Regions from separate parts of the Zea mays genome. Here region 2 is linked to region 1. Evidence: chromatin contacts called from public Hi-C data. All regions are on one chromosome and are shown on one strand. The core of a region is the stretch at or near the end of the contact, and the rest is flanking DNA. Distances in the headings are between cores, read along the strand shown. Region 1 has its middle 50 kb from the start of LOC103642717. Region 2 has its middle 78 kb from the start of LOC109943095.

What was found. Hi-C and Micro-C count contacts between places; a contact is called where the count stands out from the background.
Region 2: a Hi-C map of bundle sheath shows a contact between it and region 1, with 3 times the contacts expected there. The contact joins two enhancer-like sites. A contact is called at or near these places in 2 of 25 Hi-C or Micro-C datasets (bundle sheath and seedling).

Annotation. Positions count from the first base shown.
Region 1 is chr10:113,884,153-113,888,059 of Zm-B73-REFERENCE-NAM-5.0, reverse strand. No RefSeq gene overlaps it. Among protein-coding and RNA genes, the nearest start is that of LOC103642717, 50 kb to the right of the region's middle. Within about 2 kb of position 2,224, at least 15 of the 20 cell types and tissues checked have an H3K27ac peak or open chromatin away from gene starts, as enhancers often do. A contact at or near this core is called in bundle sheath, where this site is marked.
Region 2 is chr10:114,032,152-114,036,195 of Zm-B73-REFERENCE-NAM-5.0, reverse strand. No RefSeq gene overlaps it. Among protein-coding and RNA genes, the nearest start is that of LOC109943095, 78 kb to the left of the region's middle. Within about 2 kb of position 2,100, at least 5 of the 20 cell types and tissues checked have an H3K27ac peak or open chromatin away from gene starts, as enhancers often do. A contact at or near this core is called in bundle sheath, where this site is marked.

The DNA.
Region 1 (3,907 bases), core at 975-3,474:
TAACTATCTCGACTAAGAGATAGTCTATTAATTTATGTGAGTACTCTAAACTCTGTCCTTGCTAACGTATCGGTAGCATCGTGATATTTTCCTTTAACGGGACTAACCTCTTTTACTATGAATGTGCATAGGTCCTCAATTATGCCATACAATGCATCTTCAGTCAAGTTCTCCGGCTTTCCTTGTTGAAATTCATGTAAAGGAAGTTTATAGATATCATCTATTTACACTCGATAACACATTTTCATCTTTAATGACATAAATGCATACATGACTATTATTAATAATACCTGGCCAGGGTTTGTGTATTGTTCGTTCTGTCTCATGAACTCGCACACATAGAACCAACATAGGACCGATCCGGGTGGTTGCTTGTGGCACTACATAACGGGAGATTTGTTATTTAGTTACAACATTGTCCTATGCACGTACATGTATGATATGTATTCATAAATTCACAAACTTACCTGCCGGTTATAATGGATGTCTAGTGGCACTCATTTTTTCGACAAATCATACTTTCCACCTTGCCACTTATAGAACCTATATGCATTGTGATCTCAAATAGATTCACCATGTTATTCTAAAATTCTCACCGATATAAGTATGCATGCATAAAAAAAGCTTACAGACGCTGAGAAATTTTGAATAGGTTGAAGGGTCGTAGTTTAAGGAGTCGAGCACCAGCATCTTTCCAACCTTAGGATAAATGAAGAAGCATATCCAGTGCTCTCTGTACGAATCAAATTTGTGATGCATGTGTATTGAAATTATTAATTTTATTTATACAAAATCACACTTACTTAAAGTTGTACGGGCCACTATGACTTCTCTCTCTTGAAATTCAAGCTTTGCGTGTTCTATGTAGGTGGTGTATCTTGCTTCAAAATCCTTTTTCATATTCTGTGTAAGCTTCTCAACTTCTTCGACGGTCTTTCCTTTTAGTTCTTCGTTGTATTTTCCTATTCTGAAAGTGTGATTTGCACTGGCAGTTGTGTTAAGAAAACCGCCAATAGAAATTGATTTCCACTGGCGATTTCTTAAACCAGGTCCACCTTTTTATTTTCACTGTCACTTGGTAACTAAAACCGCTTGTGAAAAGTTTTGCGTACTATAAGCTTAGGGTCTGTTTGGTTGGGCTGTGGCTGTGAAAAAAGTTGCTGTGGGATGTGAGCTGTAGAAAAAGCTGCTGTAGGCTGTAAGCTGTTAAAAAGCTAAAAATCGTTTGGTGGAAACCACTAAAAGTCGTTAAAAATTCTTCGATATATGTTTTCATAGTTTCATCCGAAAAGCTACTAAAAGCAGGTACAGGAGTGCTTTCAGATTTGCACTACGAGAAAGTCGGCTTTTAGAAAAAGCTGCTTCCTGGATCCAGCCCTTTGGTTGGCTTTTGGCTTTTAAGGAGGCAAAAGCCAAAGCCAAAAGTCAAACCAAACACACCCTTAGAGCTCTTTTCTACTGGTGTATTGGGCTCACCTAATAATCATTTACAAAGGTCATGCTAAAAAAATTACCTCTATTATTAGGCTATAAAAAACTATTTTCTGATTTTTTTAGTAGTGAAATCTCTAAGAAACAGAAGCAAATAAAGAAAACGAAGCTCATTCAATGCATAGAGTTTGCCAAAAGATACGGGGAGCCTACGACCACCGACTCGCTGCAGCGTCTTAATTGACTCGGTCATACATAATATCCACTAGTACCCAGGTGTTGAAAAATTCTCAAAAAACTGATTAGGTCACATGACGAAAGAATATAAAATTTTGGCATTTCCTATTATTGACTTCTTCTCATATTCACTTGGAACAACACGCGACACTGAGAAAAACTTAACAAGTACTAGGGAAATGTTCCAATTATTGTACGCTCGCGGGAGAAAATGATACGTGGTCAAAAGATGCACTGTGGAGGATTAATTGGAGTGAGAAGAATAAAGAGAATAGTGTTTTCCTTGTTGACTTTTAGAACCAGGGGACAACTGCCTGTAGTTGTCACTAGGCGAGAGGACATGAAAGTGAACAGACAAATTGCCACTACACTACAGTACACAATCAATCACGCCGAAGGATCATTTGTTGGGTGTGTTAAGATTTGGCAGGTTTTTAATATTAATTTTGAGATAAAGCAGGACGTCAATCTTGTGACCCAATACCCTGGTTGGTTGTTGTGCTGTGCAGTGCTGAGCCAACGACATCTTCGTTGTTGCAAGGGCTGCCTAGGTGCTCGTTGGACCAATTGTCAGAAGTTGATGCGGGCCTTGGGCTGGCCACCTTGGGCTATCCTTGGCCCAGTATGTCTTGCACTTTTGTGACTCCACTCTCGAACTTGAAGAATATTTTTGAGGTGCTAATATCATAATATGTTTGTAGACTCGACGATTAAGGGTGTATTTGGTTTTTAGAGACTAAATTTTAATTCTCCTTTTTAGTCTCTAAATTATTAAACACTGAGATTAAAAGAAGGATTATCTCTATTTTAGTCTCTGTGTTTACAATTTAGGGACTAAAATAGAGGGACTAGAAATTGGTCCCTACAAACCAAACCAAACCTACATTCTCCTTCGACTTACACTAAACTTTCCTAATTAGGGTTTTGAGATATGTGATATGTATATAGCTTGCCTAATTAAGGTTTTGAGGTACATTGGCATTTAGATATGATGTCATATGCCTTTGTATTGTACTAATATGTTTATCCATGTACGACACAAGTTGATATGTCTTCATTATGTCAATATATAACATGTCATAACTATATGTCAATTGTGTTGATGTGCACGTGATACTTTTGTTTACATGATCAGACATGCAGCCCCTCCTCTAGAGGCACCCAGATTTGTCCATAGACTCTTGTCATTCAGGCTAACTTTGTAGCAGACATAATTCCTATTTCCAACCATAATAAGTAATGTTATCGTACACTTCATTTAATATTGATATTTTACATCCTAACACACTTTTATAATTTACCATACATAGATAATTGAGTTGATTAGATGGTTCCAAGATATACTTTGGTTTCCTGGAGGTCATTAAATCTGAAAGCATCTCGGATTCTAATTTAGTTTTTTGTGATTAATGACAACATAATTATTATAATTAACCTATATTTTGCAAGGGCATTATAAGTAGGTCACAATAATGATCGTATAATGAGCAATCAATGGTTTTCATGCCCTTTAGATAGATTTTATTTCAGTTTTCAAATAATATGCAACAGGGTTAAGGACATACTAGTTCTAAGTGTCAATTGGAGTGAGGGACGCTTAGAGTAATTTTAGGGGTTCATTTTTCCTTGGTCATACTATATAGGGGTATAAAGTAGTAGTTTGACCTAGTTGATTCTAGTGAGTAGGTGTGATGCGTACTTGTCAAACTTAGCACTAGGTAGATCAGAGGAATCCCAAAGTTCAATTGTAAGTAATCCCATTCACAAATATGCTTCAAAAGGATGTGAATGCAATGCGAAGGTTAGGATCTCACATGACAAAGTTCTATGTATAGAGGACAAGGGTTCCTTATTGGGCGTGTCTAGTGGTGGATCACTAGCATGTATGTTGTCCACCGTTGATGGTTCTTATGTCAATTGGATTTTACTCCGCAAGCACACAGAAACTTATGTGCCCTTCACTGTGAGTATTCTAGGTATCGTATTTTCCATAGGGAAGCAACATACTAGATATAAACTAATCAACACAAATTCAAAATTGCATCATAAACTTTATAAATGTACAATTAAGTAATTAGACGAGAGTAAATGCAGTCGAAAGAGAGGAAAGCTAGGTTTATGAGGAAGAAATAGATAGGGACCCTATGGACGGTAACTAGGTAAAGTTGCCTGGGAGGACAACAAGGAGTTAGAGAACCAAAATATACTTCTACTACTCTATAAAGGATTATTCATGGTT
Region 2 (4,044 bases), core at 851-3,350, 150 kb before region 1:
AGAAAAATTGGGAATGGAATCCTTCACTTGAGAGAAAGACCATAGAACTTGAAATGGCTAGATAGCTCGTGTTAGGGGGTGTATCAAGGTAGATATATAGTGGAAAACTTTAGTCCCTATTGGTGGCGAAGACCAGGACTTGAGGTGGGGCCACTAAACGAGGGCTAAATGTCTCCTCTAAGCTCATTTGTGACATTAGTTATTAGACGTGGGACAGGGCATGATTGATTCGCTACCTAACTTGTCATAGTTTATCTAGTTTTTCCTATCTAAGGTTAGTTCTTTAATTTGACTGACGAAACTTAGACAAGCTGTGGGATAGTTAGCCGAGAACCAAACAGATCCTAATCCTTACATATTAGTGCTGGACCCCACTGGCCGACTCTAGCCGATATAAAGCCAAACACCAAAGGTCGGTTGTCTAATGGTGGAACATGCATGTTATGTTGCACAAGATCTTGTAAAACATGCATATAATGCATGTAAAGTAGAGAATTTACATTTAACCGTCCATGTTTCTGAAAATGACAGCAGAGTCGCCCACCACACAATTGATCTTATGTCAATATAGACGATATGGAAAATGGAAGCATCGGAGGGAAATGGAAAGGGAAGAAAGGAACATGAGTAAATTAAAGGGCATGCACATCGTGAACGCGAACAAGATTCCTGCGTAACATTTATTCTGTGCATATGCATTTCCTGAAAAAAGGAAGAAGGCGAGAGAATCGAGTATATATATAAAGAAAACGACGAGACAAAAGGAGCCAATAGTTTTCTTTTGTGAATTACACGGTACAAATGTGATACTGATTATACACACGCGCATACGTCTTATCTTACCTACCATTGAAAAAAAATACTATAAAATAAAAAATCTAAGAAAATATATGTACGTTAAGTCGAAGATTCGACTTAAATTTAGGTGGACAGTTGAAATAGAAAGTTGTAGTTGTAGATCTTCGAAATCTACAACTTGTCTAATAAATCTCATAAAATTCTCAGAAATAGGTCCTTGAAATAGGTCAACTTAAATCTAATAAAAATCATTTATGGTCCATATGTTATCAGCCAGCGATCAATAGAATTATAAGAAATTCTAAAATCAAATATAAAGATTTAAACCACATTGGTGAAAATGATTTTCACCATCGGTTCATAACACAAAACAGGCGGTGAAAATGGGTCAAACCATCACCCCCAGTTGGTGAATATCATCGATTTGTAATCACTCTCATTTTCACCATCGATTTGTAATACGAACCGGCCGGTGGTGAATATCATCTCACCCATGGTTCATAACATGAACCGATGGTCGATGAACTATACTCCCTCTTTGTCCTAAATTAAAATTCTTTTTACATTATTAATAGATTCATACAACACTTGATTTGTGTGTTTTACATATGTGTTTAGATTCATCATCACACATTTGAATATAGACATTAAAACCTATAGCTGGAATGAATAGTATTGTGTGCAGTAGTGAAATATACTGATCTATCACTACTTATTGCTTGGAACACGTAATAATTTGTATGAATATGGGGCAGTCCCACTAAAAATCTGGCTAGGATAATGAGACGACTCCCCAAGTCAATCACCTCCAAAATGTATTGTCCCACCGAAAAAGTCTCCATACAATTCACGATGATATATAATCTAATAATCTTTATTTTTAATTTATCCCCTGAACACACAGGAGTTGTATGTGCATGCCATGGTAGGCCAAACAGTTGTTTCATCCATATGCAACTAATTATTAAAAATATGGTCCCAAATACATGACCACAACAAATTGGTGTTGCCATCCACCATGGTCCTCCTTGCATGCCACAACGATGTTGACATCAGCATCAGATAGCAAAATATAATGGACAGGAGAAGTATCTAAACATATATACGACTCCTGAGTCCTAGAAACAACATTGAAGCAATATATATATATATATGCTGTCAAAGCTAAGGTAAGTAGGCATCGAGAGGTCTTTATGTTAGTTATAGTTAGGCGCAGCTAGCAGCCGAGACCTGACGTGTTGCTCAATCTTGTCTCACACGTATATATCCTCTCCCTCTCCATCTGTACGAGCGAAGAAAGACATGATCAGACGACAACAAGTTAGATGCCATTGGCCCTTGTTGAGTTGTTGTGTACGGCCGACGCATGCACACGTGTGAGAGTGAGAGACCATCTCGATCCAGCACGGAGCATCTATCATATACATCTTAATACCAGTTTGGAAACTTAAATCTTTTTTTAGATTCCTGAGGATCGAGAGGAAAATCAGAAAACCCGTAGGTCTTGTTCGTTTGTGCCGGATTGGTGGGTCGGAACGATTCCTAACCGGATTGCTTCTCTAATTTATATAAACTTTGATTAGCTGGAACGATTCCGGATATAATCCGATAGAAACGAACAAGGCCGTAGGAGATTTAAGTTTCTAAACTAGTCCTTAACATTTAATTTCTTTTGATCGATAGATGATGAGTTGAAGAAATGTATCAAGCACAAAAGCCCCACAAGCCCCAAAGGAAAGGGGGAAAAGAAGGCTGCCGATCGAGAAAGAAATGTGCGTGTCAAATTTTGGTACTTGTACGGTTGTAGCCATCATGAAAGCAAAGAAACATATAGGATGATACACCACCACATCCTTGAACAAAGATTTCTTAAAAAAACAGTTTAGTAACCACACAAGGCAAGAGATAGGTTATGCACAACCAAATAACTAGCGGGAGGGCGAAGGGGCTCACGGCGCCGTGGCAAAGGCCACTGACCGGAAGCGCTCCGGTATAAGGTTCGAGCTCTTAGTGACGTACCATTTACCCGTGATTTTTCTAAGCATAGAGAAAACATATGTGATATGTGTAGTGGTGTGAGTGTGCGTGGCGTCCATACTCCATATACCCTATAAAAAATAACTAGCGGGAGGAAAAGGAGGAGGCGCTGTGGCAAAGGCCACTGACCGGAAGCGCTCCCATAAAGGTTCGAGCTCTTAGTGACGTACCATTTATCCGTGATTTTTCTAAGCATAGAGAAAACATATGTGATATGTGTAGTGGTGTGAGTGTGCGTGACGTCCTTATACCCTATAAAAAATAACTAGCTCGAGGAAAAGGAGGAGTTTTGGAAGAAACAAAGGTTCAGTAATTAAAAAAACACTTAATAATCACCTGATCCCTATATATAACTCAATTCAGAATACTAGCTAGCGAGATTCTTGTAGCTAGATATATATGCATGTGATGGGTGCATATATCTTCATTCATTCAATTGCTAGCTGGACGTTTGGAAAGCTGTGTATCGATATATACTATACCAATAAAAATACAGTTGCGTATGAACATCTTGGCATTTAATAATGATACCTGACCATATGCTTCTAGAAGCATGGGATGGAGGATGATGCAGCTGCTAGGTTCCTCCATATGTTCGTACCATATATCACATGCCGGCAGTTCAGGGAAAAAAAATCTCGGCACATGCTACCAAGCCAACAATTACACATTTTTTAATATCTCTATGAGTATAGTTAAATCAAGCTAGAGCTACATTTTTCTGACTTTCGGAAAAAAAATGTCCACGTGGCAGTAGTAGGCATGTTTTCATGGCACCAAGAGCAAAGCATGCACAATGCTTTTATTAGAGGATGCGTGTATAGCTGGAATATCTCTCTAGCTACCAGGAAAAGAAATGGAGGATGACTTCAGCGCACACACATATGTGTTTTGTTTTGCTGGTTTACTTTCAGATAATCCTGAAATCATCACATGATAAAAGGAATGCCTCTTCACCAAACATCTATTAATTATATACATTAATTAACATGCTTCTTTAATTTAATTTCTCTGGCTAGCTAGATTCTCGTGGCCGTACTTCGGGCATGTTTGGTTCAACTGTTTTTTGAGAAACTTTTCTAAGAATCTGACCATGAAGCTGTGAAGAGAATCTGAGTATTATAGAGGTTACACACGGAGAAAGATAAAAAAGTACTTAGAGTTTAGGATATAGAAAGTGATGGTTTTCTATTATCACAAAGATTTGTT